Linked DNA regions of Mus musculus: region 1 is linked to region 2. Evidence: chromatin contacts called from public Micro-C data. All regions are on one chromosome and are shown on one strand. Each heading gives the region's core, a stretch centred on a gene start, on an enhancer-like site or on the middle of the called end of the contact. The rest is flanking DNA. Distances are from core to core; before and after follow the strand shown. Region 1 has its middle 84 kb from the start of Bace2. Region 2 overlaps Dscam (DS cell adhesion molecule).

What was found. Hi-C and Micro-C count contacts between places; a contact is called where the count stands out from the background.
Region 1: a contact with region 2 is called in a Micro-C map of the AtT-20 cell line, with 3 times the contacts expected there. The contact joins two enhancer-like sites. A contact is called at or near these places in 6 of 484 Hi-C or Micro-C datasets (the AtT-20 cell line, cortical neurons, embryonic stem cells and 3 more).

The regions. Positions count from the first base shown.
Region 1 is chr16:97,270,360-97,275,111 of GRCm38.p6, reverse strand. No RefSeq gene overlaps it. Among named protein-coding and RNA genes, the nearest start is that of Bace2, 84 kb to the left of the region's middle. Within about 2 kb of position 2,646, at least 38 of the 459 cell types and tissues checked have an H3K27ac peak or open chromatin away from gene starts, as enhancers often do. A contact at or near this core is called in the AtT-20 cell line, where this site is marked.
Region 2 is chr16:97,051,176-97,055,608 of GRCm38.p6, reverse strand. The region is part of intron 2 of Dscam (DS cell adhesion molecule); the gene reads left to right. Among named protein-coding and RNA genes, the nearest start is that of Dscam, 120 kb to the left of the region's middle. Within about 2 kb of position 3,063, at least 4 of the 459 cell types and tissues checked have an H3K27ac peak or open chromatin away from gene starts, as enhancers often do. A contact at or near this core is called in the AtT-20 cell line, where this site is marked.

The DNA of each region.
Region 1 (4,752 bases), core at 1,397-3,896, 220 kb before region 2:
GTACAGGGTCTCAGTACCATCAGCCTGGGTGTGCAGATAACTTTGTTGTTGTATAAAGAACTGTCCCCACCCCTCTGTTGGCAGAGCCAGTCTTTCTCAGCTTTCTTGGGAATGGACAGCATAGGAAGGTCGAGAGGCTGACTGGGAGAATCCTCTTACCAGTAGAGCAGATGAGGAGACCCCAGAATCTAATAAAGAGGCAGGGATGCGCAGGAACAGACAGCAAGGAGAAGGGCAGGAAGAGATTATCATTGACAGGACCCCCATGAAAATCCCCACCTGCCAACAGGGAGCAAGCAGCAGAGGTCCTCTGCACAGCACTCCCAAGAGGCACAGGAAAACTACTCATCTTCCTGCAAAGCTCAAGTGTTGCTGAGTGAAGCTGGGGATGTTGGCTTTGGATAATACCTTGACAGTGCAAAGAGCCAGCTCAGAGATCAGTGGAGGTGGCTACTGACTTGTAACTTCCCATTTCGGACAGGTTTCCTTTGCTTCTTCTTGTCCCTGAGACATTCCCAGCAGATAGGTCAGCCAAACCTGCTTTCCACTGCCCCTGGCTAGGACCTACTCTCAGATCATTGGATCTCATGCAATTCTTGGTTAGGAGGTAGGAAATAAGACTGGATATGACTCATATTTCCACGTGTCCTGTTCAGAAGATCAAGGTGAATCTGAGAAGTATATGTGTGGGGTGACCTATTCTTCTTGTACCCCCTTCCAGCCCTGGTGCTTCTAGAAAGCACAGTTGTTAATCTGAGTATAAAAGTGGGATCAGAAGGAGACTCCCAACTCCCCCAGCATCCTTCACTTCCAACCTCCCAGCATCCTTCACTCCCAACTCCCCCAGCATCCTTTACTCCCAACCTCCCAGCATCCTTCACTCCCATTCCCACCCCCAGCATCCTTCACTCCAAGTGAGAAAACTGTCCTTCAGTGTCAAAAACCAGGAAGATTTGAGGACATAAAAATTTTACTTTTCTAAAGGGCAGGGCTTTCCAGTCCTTTGTTAGAAAGTGTGAATATTTCTGGTCAATTAATATAGTCATTATGGAGACCTCTATGGAGCCTCTTCAGTAAAATAGAAATAGATTCTCTGTATAACCCAGCGTTTCCACCCCTGGAAATATATCCAGGGGAAATGTAATCCGTCTGTGGAAGAGACACCTGTAAATCTATGATTATTGCTGCACTACCCACAACAGCCAGATTGCTTATTAACATGGGTGAATAACTAAACAAGTGGATAAAGAAATTGTGACTTTAGTGGAATACTATTTAGATTAGACATAGAAAGAATACAGCCCTGTCATTTGTGGCAAGATGGATGAAACTGGAAGGCATTGTGTTAAATAAAATAAGCCAGATGCAGAAAAAAAAAAGTGCTGTCTGCATTCTATATGCAACTTTGCCTTAGTGGTCAGAGGACCTGAGTTCAAATCCCCAGCACCCATGGAAATTATGGCAATTTTTTAAAGTCCAGCACATAAAATGTGAAAACAGAGAATCGTTGGAGTAATCCTGGCTAGCTAGACCAACTCTGGGCATGAGTGGAAAAACTGCCTCAAAATAAAATGTGATGAAGGGCATTGTTTGCTCTTGCAGAGGATCCGAGTTTGATTCCCAACACCTACATCAGGACGTTCACAGCACCTACGTCAGGAGTTCACAGCTACCTGTAACTCCAGCTCCAGGAGATCTGATGCCTGGGGCCTCCACTGGCATTGCAGGCATGTGCTCAACCCCCATACACACATACTCATAACTAAAAATAAAATATGTCTTAAACAAAAAGTGAAGAGTGATTGAGGAAGACACCTGATGCGCTCATGATGTGCATACACAGGTGCATGTGCACACATATGCACCTGTGCCCATATACACATGTTCCTGCACATATGTGAACATGTATGCTGTACACACTGCACCTATAAAATAGAATACAATTAAAACAAAAAAGAAAAGTCAAATTTTATAAATGGAGACAGGATTTGATCAGTGCCCACTGTAGCCCTGAGCAGGGACATCACACTGTAACATGCTATTAAAAAGGAAGGAAGGAAAAAAAAAAAAACAAAAAAAAACAAAAGAAAAAAAAAACGATTTAAAGAGCCGAGCAGGGTGGCGCACGCCTTTAATCCCAGCACTTGGGAGGCAGAGGCAGGCGGATTTCTGAGTTCGAGGCCAGCCTGGTCTACAAAGTGAGTTCCAGGACAGCCAGGGCTACACAGAGAAACCCTGTCTCGAAAAAACAAAAAAGGGGGGTGGGGAGAGAGGGAGGGAGGGAGGGAGGGAGGGAGGGAGGGAGAGAGAGAGAGAGAGAGAGAGAGAGAGAGAGAGAGAGAGAGAGAGAGAGAGAGAGAGAGAGAGAGAAACTTGAAGAGGAATTCCTGCAGTCAACATCACAGAATACTATCCACCCACCCACCTTACAATTCCCTGTTCTGTGTATATTTCAGAACCACAGAGATTTAGATGCCATGTGAAAGAGAGGAACCAGATGTGAAATATCCTGGCAGAGAGGGCTGTCTGGGCCACCTTTTGCTTTCGATAAGAGAGGAAATAGGGTGGACTATGAAGGATCAGGAAGCCGCTGATGGCCAGGTGTACCCTGCATTTCAGGAAACAACCAGCAGGTGGCGGAGAAGCATGGCTCCCTCCTGTGTCTGCAGAGAAGAGCAGAGCTGCGCAGCTGCAGGGGCTGCAGAGCTGTGCAGGGGAGCCTGGCTCGGGAGCCCAAGCAAGAAATGACCCGTGGGAGCTCCCGTCTTTCTTCTGTGCTCTTGAAGCCAACTTGTCCTGAACGCTGGCTTTCTGCCAAACCTCGTTCAGCTACGTGCAAGTGCACTCCTGGACTACGGGGGTTCCTAAGCCTCTCCCACCTTCCAGCTGACCTGTTTATTCCAGAACAGGTTCTTTCTGCTCACTTCCCTGATATGCAGAGTCCATCTTCCTTCTACCTTCATTAAAAATTCAAAATCAAACATTATAAAATAATGCCACTGCCTTCGGGAGGGTGCCTGCTGTGGCTTTTCTATTTATTTATTTTTCTTTCCTTTACACCTGATTTGTGAGATTGTTATAAAAAGGGCTCTGAGCCAGACCAACGACATCAAATAAATGCTAGCATGGGTAATCAAAATGCCTGAGTTCCCGAGGCACCCAGAGGTGCTGTCCTAGTTAGGGGTCTGTTAGGCACTCTTCAGGACGTTGTCACCCATGCTGGACAGCAGAACAATTGGCTGTGTTGTTACATCCTCAGATTGTCTCTAATTTTGTACATTCTGGGATTGCCCTGTCAGAAAGGATTCAGTCATTGTGCTTTGTTAGGGGCACGAGATGACACCAATATGATTTCCAACCCTAGTCTCACCTCTCCCTGCAAGTCTGCCCTACCCCTTCCTGTCACCTAATTAGCATGTACCCGCTCGAGAGGGGTTGGCGCCAGACTCGGGCTTACACCTGCGCTGATGTTGTTTATGATTATGACAACGGCACACCGGAAACCGGCGCCATCTTAGAGTTGGCTTCCTACGTGTGTGTGTGTGTGTGTGTGTGTGTGTGTGTGTGTGTGTGTGTAGGATAGTAGAACTTAGAACATTGCATGTACTAGGCAAGTGCTCTACCACCAAGCCACACCCTACTGGCCAGTGTTTGTCTCTCTCTGTCTGGCTTGCTGTCGTCTTTCATCTGATTGCACAAATTGCAACATTTCCTTTTTCTTATGGATGGGACTATTCCATCAGTGTAATACATAAAGTACATTTCATGTTTTCTCTTTTATTTCATATGTGTATGCATATATGTATAAGTGTGTGTAAGTGTGTATGCATATGTCTGTGTGTGTGTATGTGTGTGTATGTTTGTGTGTGTATTTGTGTGGTTGTGTGTGCATGTGTGACCCGTGGTACATATGTGAAAGTCAGGTGACAACTTGTAGGAACTGGTGTTCTCCTTTCTCCATGTGAGTCCTGTGGCTCAAACAGTTCAGTGGGATTAGCCACAAGCACCACTACCTACTGAGATATTTCACTGGCCCCTATTTTCTTTATCAACTCTTCTGCTAACAAACACCCAGGCAGCTCCTACACTTGGTCCATCCTGCAGCTGCTTTGATGCCAGTAGGAGTAGGTTGCAAATATTGGTGTGTAGTACATGTTATGTATAAACCCAGCAGTGGGATTTGCTGAGTCACACCACAGGTTGTTTTTAAAGTATGAAGAAACTATTCTGTTTCCTGCAGAGACCACAGCACTTTAAATACCCGTAAAGTGTAAAGGTTCTAATTTTTCCACCTCACCGTCTATTCTTACCTTTTATCTCCTTGGCAACAGCATCCGGAGGTGTGGGATGGTATCTGGTGGTCTGAATGAGAAACGTCCCCACAGGTTCAGGTGTTTGAATGCTTTGTCCCCAGTTGGTGAAGCTGTTTGGGGAGGTTATGGAACCTTTAGGATGTTCAGGCTTGCTGGAGGAAGTGTGTCACGGGGAGCCACCTTTAGTGGTGCTCCACTTCCTGTTCTCTCTGTCTGCTTCCTGTATGGGATGAAAATGTCATCAGCCAGTGTCTTGTTCCTGCTTCCAAGCTCTCCTTGTCTGTTGCCAGGCCTTTCTCGCCATGATGGAATTTTATATTTATAAACATTTTCTCCCATTCTGTGGGTCACCTAACACTTCGTGGTTGTCAGTTTCCCCTGTGGAAACTTATTAGTTGAATGATGTCTAAGTGTTTGGGTTTTTTTTGTTTTGTTTTTG
Region 2 (4,433 bases), core at 1,814-4,313:
ATATATAGACCTGAGGGGCTTCTGCATAGGACATACTATGTACATCTTTGGATGGTGTCAACAAAGCCCTGAAATGCAAGCTCCCAGCTAAGAAAACCCTTTTATCAAACAGAATTGGGGTATTTTTAAGTCTTGCTCTAAAATGCTTGGCGAGGGTCACAGCACAGAGAATGACAAGGTTTGACCGTTGTGGGTGTCTTGGCTAATGTTGGAAATTTAAGTATCATTTGTACGGTGAGTGAGGAGGTCTGCTGGGAGACGCCAGGGCAGGAGCTAAGTATGTGATGTTTTTGAGACTCTGAATATGATCACTTTGATATAAGCAACCATACATTCAACAGTGACTCATATTACCTGTTCCTTCAGTTCCAACACCTGTAAAGAATGTACTTAGAAATAGCAGAAGGTTGGCTTTAACCAGGAACTGGGAGCATGCAATATGTCAAATCCTAAAGTAAAGCAAATGAAGTTTGGGTAGGGACCCCATAGCCTGACAGGTGGAGACACCCTGCATGCCTTTGACAGCTGAGCATCTTAGCAAGCTGCTAAGATCATTTTATTATGTTCTACAAAATACAACTAAAGGAAGACCTCATATTTCAGACTGGACCCAGGATTTCCGACTTGGTATTTCCATCAGGCCAACTGGTTCAATGCTGAATGCTCAGTTGTTTTGTGTGGTTTTGGTGCTGTGGATAAGAGTGGTCCATGTACCTATGCCTGAACATTGACATTGGGTATCTTCCTTAGACTCCTTCAATCTTTTTTTTTCTTTTTTATTACGAATTTTCTTCAATTACATTTCCAATGCTAACCCAAAAAGTACCCCCCTCCCTCCCCCACTCCCCTACCCATCCATTCCCATTTTTTGGCCCTGGCATTCCCCTGTACTGGGGCATATAATGTTTGCCTGACCAATGGGCCTCTCTTTCCAGTGATGGCCGACTAGGTCATCTTTTGATACATATGCAGCTAGAGTCAAGAGCTCTGGGGTACTGGTTAGTTCATAATGTTGTTCCTCCGATAGGGTTGCAGATCTCTTTAGCTCCTTGGATACTTTCTCTAGCTCCTTCATTGGGGGCCCTGTGGTCCATCCAATAGTTGACTGTGAGCATCCACTTCTGTGTTTGCTAGGCCCCGGCCTAGTCTCACAAGGGACAGCTATATCACCATCCTTGCAACAAAGGCTTGCTAGTGTATGCAATGGTGTCATCGCTTGGAGGCTAATTATGGGATGGATCCCTGGATATGGCAGTCTCTAGATGGACCATCCTTTTGTCTCAGCTCCAAACTTTGTCTCTGTAACTCCTTCCATGGGTGATCCTTTAAGATAGGGTCACTTAATGAGCCTTAAGATCAGTGATTTGCTGGAAAGAGAGGCCCATTGGACACGCAGACTTTGTGTGCCCCGGTACAGGGGAACGCCAGGGCCAAAGGGGGGGAGTGGGTGGGTAGGGGAGTGGGGGTGGGTGGGTAAGGGGGACTTTTGGTATAGCATTGGAAATGTAAATGAGCTAAATACCTAATAAAAAATGGAAAAAAAAAAAAAAAGATCAGTGATTTGTATAGGCTAGCTGGTTAGTAAGCTCCAGGTACCTGCCTGCCTCTGCTCCCCTGACCCTTGGCCATGGGATTGCAAGGATGTGCTACCACACCCAGGTTTTACACAGGGCCTAAGGATCCCAACACAGAGCGTTAGCCTCATGCAGCAAGCACTTTACCCACTGAGCTATCACCCTTGCCCCTCTCTTCAGTTTCCTCTAACTTTGTCACAGAACCAACCGCTTACTTCAGATACCGAAGCTCTGAAGGGAGTGATGTAGTACCAGTGTGACTGGGGTCCCTTTGGTATAGCTTCATAGCTTGGATGCTGTTGGTGCACTAGGAACTGACACAATGTCTTTGTTAGTCTGAGCTTGAAACTCGGACACCCACGTCCCCCCAAGGTCTTTCCTTAATTAATCTTGCTTTCTGTTATGAACACATTATGTTTGCATTGATCCTTTATTTCCATTCATTTAATTATTCTTCAGTACTAGGGGCTGAACACAGGCGCCCTCACAGGCTGAGCCTGTGCCTGGCAACCGAGCAACTCTCCCACCACCTACCGTAATCTTTAGATTATTTATCGAATGCTTTCGAATGCTGCTCCTGGTGCATATAAAGACAGAGTCGCATTATCCTCCACGGGCTTCAGAGAGTGAGGCTGAATGGAGCTGAAGGGGTTCTCTTTCATGGGGTCTCCTATGTCACCCAACAGAATTGTCCCTCTAGGCTGCTGTTGGGATTATTCTGGAATGATCCAGTGCACCCTCACTTTTCTTTTTCACAGCATGGAATTCACATTCTCATCAATGCTCTGCAGTTTGTTTTAGTTTTAAAGTTATCCTTTGGAAATATAATACATGTGTATAATATATTGGGAGATTTTTGCCCCTACCCGATTTTTCCTCCAGTTCCTCCTGTATCCACCCAAACATCCTCATATATATACACACCACACACACATATATATCATATACATATGTATACATCATATACATCATATATATATGTATATATATACACACACACACACACAGACATACATATATCCCACTGAGTCCAATTAGTGTTGCCCCATATATACATGGGTAAAGGGCCATCCTCTGGACCACAATCAACTTATCACACAGCACTCTTGGGGAAAACCTACTCTCCCTCCTTGAGTAACTATCGGCTGCCAATATCTCCTCAGTCTTGGAGGGGGAAGTGGGTTGTGATATGCTCCCCTTCCATGCTCAAATGTTGGATGTCTTGATCATGTACAGGTCTTATATAGACAACCACAGCTACTCTGCCTCCGTGAATGTAACAGACCTGTCCTGTTTTACCCTGATTCTCTCTAACCTCTGGTTTTTACAGTCTTTGTATGACGTTGACTCAGGCTTAGGTGCCTGAAAGTGGAGGTGTTTCCACTTACTATGCCTCATTAACTTGAAATATTAATTCTAACATAAAACACTTCCTTGTCCAAAGGCTGGGTACACATGGGCCTCTGTCATATTACTGTCCCTTGCCTGCCTCTGTGTGCCAGTTAGCAAACAGCAGTGAGTTGTTGGAGCTCAGGAAAGGTAAACATGTCCAGCAATGCTTCCTCCGGAGCAAACTGGAGCTAATGACATCAACTTATGGCCCAGATGGAGAAGCAGGGGTCATTTATCTGAACCAATAACAAAACAAATGGGAAACATTTGGAAAGGTACAAACACACAAACCCGCAGCTCCCAGGACTGGGCCCTGGATGAGCAAGAACCAGCCAGTCTGTGATTTGCCTTTGTACTGTCTCCTGTTTCCTGATGGAGGACACAGAAATCTCTCTCTCTCTCTCTCTCTCTCTCTCTCTGTGTGTGTGTGTGTGTGTGTGTGTGTGTGTGTGTGTGTGTGTGCATAGCAGTTTCATTCATAGGTGTGCAAGCATGAGCTGCGGAGAGAGCCATCAAAGTGGACAGATAATGATGAAGAGTCCCTTCTATATTAATGATTAGCAGAGCTCTTCTTAGGCCTATCTTCTCAACCAGAGTCAACCCTGACCTCCCACATTTATCATCCCAGTGCCCACTTTCAGCAGGAACCCTGATAAGCCATTCCCTGGGAGCTTATCAAGTTCCTGACCACTGCTTCTCTTGCTGCACTTAATGCATACATTTTGGGTGTGCAAGAATAGTGCTTTGCCAGTTTAGAAACAATTTACCTATCTTTGATGTCTCTTTGTACTAACTTTACATCATTGAGAGTGTAACTGAGTATTTAAGCACAGAGGACACCGAGGTCTTGTGTAGTGTGCAGAAAGGAAATATCTGACAGCATTAAAACAGCATAAAGTCAGGAAAATCTAATAACACAATTCTTTTACAAAGCATGTCATGGCATAATACCACCCTTCTGGGGATGATGATGAGCTAAAGATATATATACTATTAAATCTGAAGCAATATTAAAATATTTAACCAAAGGGTAATAGTGAAAAAGTCAACCAAGAAGGGAAATAGTACTCATTAAAAAAAAAAATCTTAAACTTGCTACTGGAGAGGCAGCTCAGTAGTTTAGAGCACTGGATGCTCTTGCAGAGGACTTGAGTTCTATTCTCCGCACCCAATAGCATCTCACTACCAACTGTAACCTCAGTTCCAGGGGATCTGATATCCTCTTCTGAATTATGTAATCACTGTACACACATGGTACATAGATATAAGTGCTTGCAAAACACTCATACATATAAAAATAAATCTATAACAATAATGATTCCAAACAAAGAAGAAAATAAAATAATGAGCAGAGATCAGACATAATGAAGAATGAAAGAACAACACTATGAAATTAAATGTAAAGATATTGAGTGCTGGCATCACATGTAAACATTCAAGTCATGCTAGTCATAAGGCAGAGATTGC